Regions from separate parts of the Pan troglodytes genome. Here region 1 is linked to region 2. Evidence: chromatin contacts called from public HiChIP or PLAC-seq data. All regions are on one chromosome and are shown on one strand. Each heading gives the region's core, a stretch centred on a gene start, on an enhancer-like site or on the middle of the called end of the contact. The rest is flanking DNA. Distances are from core to core; before and after follow the strand shown. Region 1 overlaps CRADD (CASP2 and RIPK1 domain containing adaptor with death domain). Region 2 holds the start of SOCS2 (suppressor of cytokine signaling 2).

What was found. HiChIP or PLAC-seq counts read pairs in DNA pulled down with a chosen protein or histone mark.
Region 1: a contact with region 2 is called in an H3K4me3 HiChIP or PLAC-seq map of stem cell-derived excitatory neurons, with 6 times the contacts expected there. The contact joins the enhancer-like site here to the promoter of SOCS2 in region 2. A contact is called at or near these places in 4 of 7 Hi-C or Micro-C datasets (blood, induced pluripotent stem cells and stem cell-derived neural progenitor cells), 1 of 1 datasets of contacts at active chromatin or transcription factors (stem cell-derived excitatory neurons) and 1 of 1 other capture datasets (stem cell-derived neural stem cells).

The regions. Positions count from the first base shown.
Region 1 is chr10:100,573,678-100,577,489 of NHGRI_mPanTro3-v2.0_pri, forward strand. The region is part of intron 2 of CRADD (CASP2 and RIPK1 domain containing adaptor with death domain); the gene reads left to right. Among named protein-coding and RNA genes, the nearest start is that of CRADD, 65 kb to the left of the region's middle. Within about 2 kb of position 2,459, at least 18 of the 24 cell types and tissues checked have an H3K27ac peak or open chromatin away from gene starts, as enhancers often do. A contact at or near this core is called in induced pluripotent stem cells, stem cell-derived excitatory neurons, stem cell-derived neural progenitor cells and 1 more, where this site is marked.
Region 2 is chr10:100,405,656-100,409,416 of NHGRI_mPanTro3-v2.0_pri, forward strand. SOCS2 (suppressor of cytokine signaling 2) reads left to right here and starts at 2,268. Exons shown (of 4, transcript XR_008538550.2): 1 at 2,268-3,111.

The DNA of each region.
Region 1 (3,812 bases), core at 1,209-3,708, 170 kb after region 2:
ATTTTTATAGCATAAAATACAAATGTTTTTATTTTAGAAAACATCATAAACTAAAACTTTATTGGAGGAGTTTGGCTAAAGATTCAAAAATATATAGAAGTAAAAATATATTTAAAACTGCACAGTTTTTACAACAGCATGTATGGCATTTGGATTCAGAATTTTAACTAGCAGTAACCTCATCTGTTTAGTAATGAATTTTAAAATAGAAAAAAATCTGCCAAAACAGACCAGTTGTTTACTAGCTATTTAACTTTGATGAGCTGAAATGAGATAGTGAAGCAGAATAATTAGAACAACTTTTTTTCTCAACATCTAAATATTTCTCTTTTTCATTAACATTTCAGTTAAGTTTGAAGAAATTCTAAAAATGAGATTCTCATTAACTAAAAGGAATTCTAAGGGTTATAAGCCATCTACATTTTTTCTATGACCTGAAGACTTTTTTTCGAAAACCAATTTTGGGGGAGGATTGTCAGATTTACCTAAGGTTTTGGTTTTTAATTTAAAAAAATTTAAAGAAACTATCTTAGTGATTTTTGTCATCATTTTTATTTGTTGCCATGATTAATATATGGAAATAAGATAAATTGGATTCTATTTCTGTGAAAGCCATATTCTTAACATCAATGCCTACCTAAAAAATATACGAGTCACACTTGATCATTCAGAATCATTTTGAAATTCTCTGGTAATCTTTTAAAAAGCCATCGTTGACTAGTATTATGTGGCTAGTTATATTTATTACAGCAGTCTAGTTATTGTTTGTGTAACTATAGTTTTTTTCTAATAGAAATAAAATGTCTATTTGCAGGATAAAAAGAAGTATGTATATTTGATGATTTTGTTGTAGAAAATACTTAATACCTTTTAAAAGCTGTTTGACTTTCGGTTTTAAAACAGCTGTGTAGCTTGGTGAGTCCTGCAAATTCCGGCTTTCTCTGTGGCCTTTGAGCCAAGTAATTTTTTGCAACATTTTCCTTTGCTTTCTTATAAACACTCAAAAATTATACTTGCTTTTCCTGAAGGCCAGCTATTAAGTTAGAAAGCACCAAAGGTGTTATGAAATTGCCCTTTATTTTTTCGTACATCAGGGAGGAATGATAGATTTTGTGTATCTCTTGTGTGTCATTAGAACAGAAATATTTAGGGCTGCTAACTCCTAGAGTTGTGTACTTACCCTTATTACAGATGCAATGATTTTGTCTGACTGCATTGCTTTAAGATGAGTTTTATTGCTTTCATGCTTAGGCAAGGATATTTAATTTTATTTTTGTTTAGAGTATCTTGTTGTAATATACTTCTCCCCCATCTCGTGCTCCTAAATTTGGGATAAGCATAGAATCCTTTTAAGAATGTAGGTTATTTTCCAGTTTACTAGAAAGCATGACACATATAAATTAGCGACTAAGGATTATAGCGTCTTTTCCTAAAGTTTATCATGAAAAAAAGTTAAATGTCAAAGAAGATCCTACTCCAGTAAAAACAATTTCCTCTGTAAAATCCTGATACCTCATAGGAAGCTTTGGATCTTGTTCTCAGCTACCAAAATTCTTTAAATATGAAAGTTAACATGACAGGAAAGTGGAATACACTCTGTGCTGAAGACCCACTGTTCAAGGTGTGTGGTTATTAATCTGGGTTTGAATTTACAAATTATATGGTCTGATTAATTTGTAGATAGGGATCGGTGGAGGTTAGACCATGGGCTTTAGAACAAAGAGGCTGATAAAATACTACTCACAAGCCTTTCTGCTTGTTTGTGACTCTCTGGAAATGCCATTAGATAGTTCTCATAGCTATGGTCAAAATAAGTAGGCTTAGAAATAAAAGACATTTTCTCTCCTGTAAAAGGAGGCGGCTGGCCTGTGCTCTTTCTAGGCTCTTCCCAGAGACAGCAACCTCTGCTTCTGAACCCTTAGTGCTCATTCTATGCTCCACCGCGTCTCCTCTACACGCCATGATCTTTGTTATCTGATTTGCTAGCCATTGTTATGGAAAGTTCTCGACTGTAATGCAAAAAGCTCAGCCTTGGGTCCTTGCTAATGTCAGCAACCCAAAGGCGCCCTTCAAACCACCTCGAAAAGAAAAATCCTTTAAAAGATGTCAAACTCTCCTTTCATGTTAGCCCAAAATGAAGTTCCCGAGCAGCATCTGGCAGAGCAGGGTAATTCAATCTATTTTAATGCAAAGATTTTCCAAGAAGGCAGGAAGCCGTCAAGGAGAAGGCTTTCAGGCATCTGCTGTTTTGTTTCCAGATCCCTTGTGTTAATTTAATGTTTCTAGGGAACCCGGCTCTTTCTTTTTTCTCGGAATCCCTGCTCTAGGAACTGGTGAGTGCGGGGGCGCTGTGGGAGCTGCAGATAAGCCAGCGCTTGGCCGGGCACCCGCGGGCTGCGCAGCGGGGCAGGGAGGCGCGCGGCCCCAGCCGCCCTAGGGCGCCGGCTGCCTCTGCGGGCCCCGGCTGCCCAGCCCAGCGCGGGGAGGCGGCGCCGACTGCCGGGGGGCGCCTGCAAGACCTGTTTATTTGCATTTGTCCAATTTGGCCCAAGTGAAAGGTAAATACGGAGCGATCAGCTTGTCCTCACTCCAGCAAAACCAGGGAAACTCAGCTCCATCTCCAGGAAAACAAACCCAACCCAAACCTGAGTGAAACGTAAATCTTGCATAAACAAACACTTTCTTTTGCTTCTGGGAAGGAACACCGGAGAAATGGGCATTCCTTCCGACTGCCCGCCTCCCACTGTCGGTAAAAATGAGCCGTCACAGGTTGCCGGCAATTTCTTGTTGTGTCCCGAGCCATTCCGCAGATCTTGTTTTGAAGGGGCGAGTCAGGTGTTCGTGCGGCTCCAGATCCTGAACAGGTTATGCGCTGGGTCCTTCCTTATCAGGAGGGGGGTCAGGCTGCCCTCCCATTCTCATCTTCCGCCCCAGACCAGAGGCTACACCAAAGTTCACTTTTGAAAAGAAATCCTGCAGAATTAAAAATAAATGTCTGCCTTTTAAAATAGTTTCGTTTTAGTATTATGCATATTTCTGTTTAGGAACTTGTAATGCTAATAATTTATGTTGCTATGACAATTGTCCTGCATACCTAATATTAAATTTAATGAATTAATGTGGCGTATAGAGTAATAGTAACTTAACTAGTACTCCGATAATGCCAGTATTCCCTGTGTTACTAAGTTAATGGAATCAGAATTTTGGAGTTACAATATAGAGGTTTTTTAGGCCAATTTTTCTATGGGATTCTAGGGATCTTTTAATAACATTTCTGCTTTTCGAAGCAGTCTATACCATTGCTGGAGAGCTGTAATTACTAGGATGCTATTTCTTTTTGTTTGTTTGTTTGAGACAGGGTCTTGCTCTGTCATCCAGGCCGGAGTGCAGTGGGGCCAACTCAGTTCACTGCAACCACCACCTCCTAGGCTTAAGCGATCCTCCCACTTCAGCCTCCCCAGTACCTGGGACCACAGGCCCTCGTCTGGTTAAGTTTTGTATTTTTTAGTAAAGATTTGGTTTCGCCATGTTGCCCAGGCTGGTCTCGAATAGAACATTATTCCTTATAGTAAGCTGAATTCCCTGTGTAATTATTCTTACTGTCCCTTCAATAATAAAAGCCTAAAATTATTCTTACTCTCATATTTTAGTGAGGGTGGTGCATGCTTGAAGACCGTGATGAGTGTTCTCTTCTTATATTCAGGGCAACTATGATCACATATTGGGCTCCAGATCCTTGCTTTATGCATCTTCTTTTGAATTGTTTAGAAACAATGGCAAAATTTCCAATTTCAAGGTAGTGCTTGAAATTA
Region 2 (3,761 bases), core at 1,018-3,517:
TTTTCCCGTGATTGTTAAGGGTTTCTTTTAAAAAGTAGGTCACATTTCAAGTAGGTCATATTTCGGGGGCGGGTGCGCAGACAAGGAGATGAGTTTCCACTAAGGCCAGGGGGCCTCCAACGGGGTTGGAGGTGAGAATCCCAGGTAGGGTAGAGGTGCCGAGATCCTTCCGAATCCCAGCCCTGGGGCGTCAGCCCTGCAGGGAATGGCAGAGACGCTCTCCGGACTGAGGGAACCGAGGCCAGTCACCCAGCCCCTTCCGGGCGCGCAGGTAAGGGCGCCCCCTTAGCAGCCGGCGCAGGTGACCCGGGCGGGCCGCCGGGTCTACCGGAGACGTTGGAGCAGAGGGGAGGAGGAAGGGAGGAGCCAGGTGGGTGCGGGTGACAGGGAGCCGGAGCGCCAGGGGGAGGGGACTAAGGACGGCCGGCGCCGCTTAAGGAGGCGCTGCTCTCCCGCTCGCTGCCTTCCAGGACCTGATCAAGGGGACCGCCTCCGGTCCCCGGCCGTGGGCACCGGGACGAGCACGGCGTCCCCACGCCATCAATGTGTCTTAGAGCCGGAGAGTCTGGTTTCCGAGGACCCACAGTCGCTCCTGCACGCCCACCCCCCGCAAATGTGCGGCCAGGAGGGTCGCATCGAGGGGGCGCCGCCGGGATGTTTAGAGGAACCCACCCCCGTGGCAGGCCAAGGGCCAAGGATCGCTATCCTTCCCTGAACCCGGGCCCTCAGCTGGCCCGGGTAGGGGGCAGGCTCCGGCCGCCGAAACGGGGTTGGCTGTGGCCGGTGGCCGGGGACATCTCTAGCTTGCGCCCGAGCACCCCGGGGTGTGGGGCCAGAGGCAGGCCGACCCCGGCGTGCACACCGCCCGCTCTGCACCCGAGCGCTCTCACCCGGTCTTCCCTGAAGCCTGTGTATTGCGACCGAGCCTCTTTAAAGCAGTAGCGGGGCCCGCGGTCACGTGAGGCCGATTCCTGGAAAGTTCCTGGAAAGCCGCCTCCGCAGCAGCCGGGCGGGGCGCGAGCGGAGCGCTGACTGGGGAGGGAGGCGGGGAGCAAGGGAGGCGCGTCGGTCTGGGAAGTCGCGCGCACTCGCTGCTCCTGGGACCGACGTTTAACTCTTGCCAAGTCTCGTCGCAGCCGCCGCGGCTGGCGGGCCTTGGGCTTCCCCTGAAGCATGAGCCCTCTCGCCCGCAGCCACCCTCACCGCGTGGCCCGCGGACAGTGCGCGCCGGGGTCCCGGTGCACAGCCTCAGGATACCCCGTGCCCGCAGCTCGGGCGCCCGCGGCAGGTACCGGTAGGGGGGGAAGCCCGAAGGCTCCGCCCCGAGGAGAGTTGCCGGGGAGGGCGGCGAGGCGCGGCCGCGTGCGCCGGGGAGCGGCGGACGGCCTGGGCTTCCGCAGCTCGGAGCGCCGGGGAAGAGAGAGTCCGAACCGCGGCTCTGTCCCGCGGCCTGGCGTTGCTGCCTGCTTTCTCCAGCCCCTTCTCGGCGTCTGGAAGTGTCTGGAGTTTCTTTTTTTTATTTCCCCTAAACTGCCATTCAAATTAATAATCCTCCTAATAACCTGATCTCCCGCTTCTCCCCACCGGCCTGCCTCCCGCCCTCGCTCCTTCCTCCCTCCCTCCCTCTCTCCTTCCCACCTCCAGGGTCGCAGCCGGAGGGAAACCAGGCAGCAGTCCGAGGGTGGAGGTGTCCCAGCCCGTAGGGGGCGTCGCCGCGCGGTGGGGGATGGGGTCGAGGCAATGATCCTCAAGGCTTTTGTGTGCCCTCTGCGCACGGAACTCCGGCCGCCGCCTCCGAGCGCGGGGCTGGTTGCATCCCCGGGCATCTCGTTCCCAAATTAAACGTTAACGGGGGAAACAAGGGCAGACGCCCCTCCTCTCCCGGGCCCCTCCCGCCTCCCCTTTCCCCCCCACCCCCCCCCCGCCCCATGTCCGCTGAGGAGGCTGCCTGGTGCGGAGGCGGCGGCGGCGGCCGCGGCCGAGGTCGAGGTAAGAGTGCGGCGTTGGTGGTTTGCACTTTCCGCAGCGCTCGCGACCGCCCGCTCGGCCCCGGCCTCGCCTCGGAGCCCCGCGAGGGCTGCGCGCTCGGGCCGATTCCTCGACAGCGCCCGCGGCGGCGAGAACCACCGCAGCCATCCTGGTCCGGGAGCGACCGCCGCGGCACCCCCAACCCCGCCAGAGCGGGCACCAGGAAGCGGGGGGAGGGGAGCGAGGAGCCTCCCGGGCGGAGATGCGGCAGCTCCCGCACCTCCGCACCCCGGGTTGGTGCCTCGGGGCCCCGCAGCGCTTTAGGGCGGAGAACCAAGTTTGTGTGGGTGCTTCTTCCTGGGGGCCCTCGGGCTGCGCCAGGTGTGAGACCAGAATGCCAATTTGGGGAATCTCTCCTGTTCTTTCCTTTTTAATTTTTTCTACTTGTCCTTGACAAGGGCCTATTCCCACTGGATCTGCAGGTGACTATTTGCTCTTCCTAGGTCGCCAGTCTTTGATTTCAGCTAGTGACCCTGGGCGGGAAGACACCCTGTTCACCCTCATCCTGACCTCCGCCCCCCACCTCTTCAGCCAACTTTATCTTGGATCTCTGCTCTCTTTATCTTTTCTCTAGAGCTGGGCCAGGGCGCTAGCTGGAAGCTTGGGGTTAAATGGTGCAGGAACGTAGAGGCGGAGGAGTCCCTGGGATTTTCCACGTCTATTTCCCCACCCCCACCCCAGCCGCAGGGGTCCAGTTTGGACTGACCCAACCTCCCGCTTTCTCTTTGTAGGCGATCAGTGGGTGACCGCGGCTGCGAGGGACTTTGTCATCCGTCCTCCAGGATCTGGGGAGAAAGAGCCCCATCCCTTCTCTCTCTGCCACCATTTCGGACACCCCGCAGGGACTCGTTTTGGGATTCGCACTGACTTCAAGGAAGGACGCGAACCCTTCTCTGACCCCAGCTCGGGCGGCCACCTGTCTTTGCCGCGGTGACCCTTCTCTCATGACCCTGCGGTGCCTTGAGCCCTCCGGGAATGGCGGGGAAGGGACGCGGAGCCAGTGGGGGACCGCGGGGTCGGCGGAGGAGCCATCCCCGGAGGCGGCGCGTCTGGCGAAGGCCCTGCGGGAGCTCGGTCAGACAGGTAGGGAGCCGATCGGCCGCGACGCGTGCGGGAGGGGGCGCCTCCCCAAGGACGCAGCTAGGAAGCGGGGTCGAGGTGGGAAGCAAAGAATAAGATGGAAATACGTCCCTTGCTTCCAAGGGACCGCGGAGAGCACGCTCGCAGGGTCCTGGGTCCTTGGGAATGCGTAAGGAAAGTGGTTCTCCAGGGACTCAGGCCTGGCGGAACGCAGAGCGCGGGAAGGGCTTCTTGGAAATAGCTTCTTAGCACGCTGGAAGATTTACTGTTTTCCGCAGCTGCTCAGGGTTAGGCGCCCGGGCTCGAACCCCGGCCGGGGAAAGCGTCGGGCGCCTCCCTTTGCACGGGGTGCAATCAGCAAGTCGGTGCCGCGGGCCCCGCAGGCCCAGCAGCATCTGGCTCCCGGGCGGAGCTGCGGCTGCAGCCCAGGATCTTGGCGGCCAAGTTCAGGGACTGACACTGCCGCGAGGGCGGCTGCCCGGGCGTCGAGAGTAGGCTGCGAAGCCCCCGCCAAGCGCGGCTTCCATGGTCGGCGCGCCCAGGGTACTGCCGCTTTCAAGTACAGTCAGGCAATTCGCGCGGCACGCTGTCTCTAGGCATCTGAAAAAAGAAAAAAAGTAAAGTATCTGGCAAATCATTCTGGCTTTCCAAAT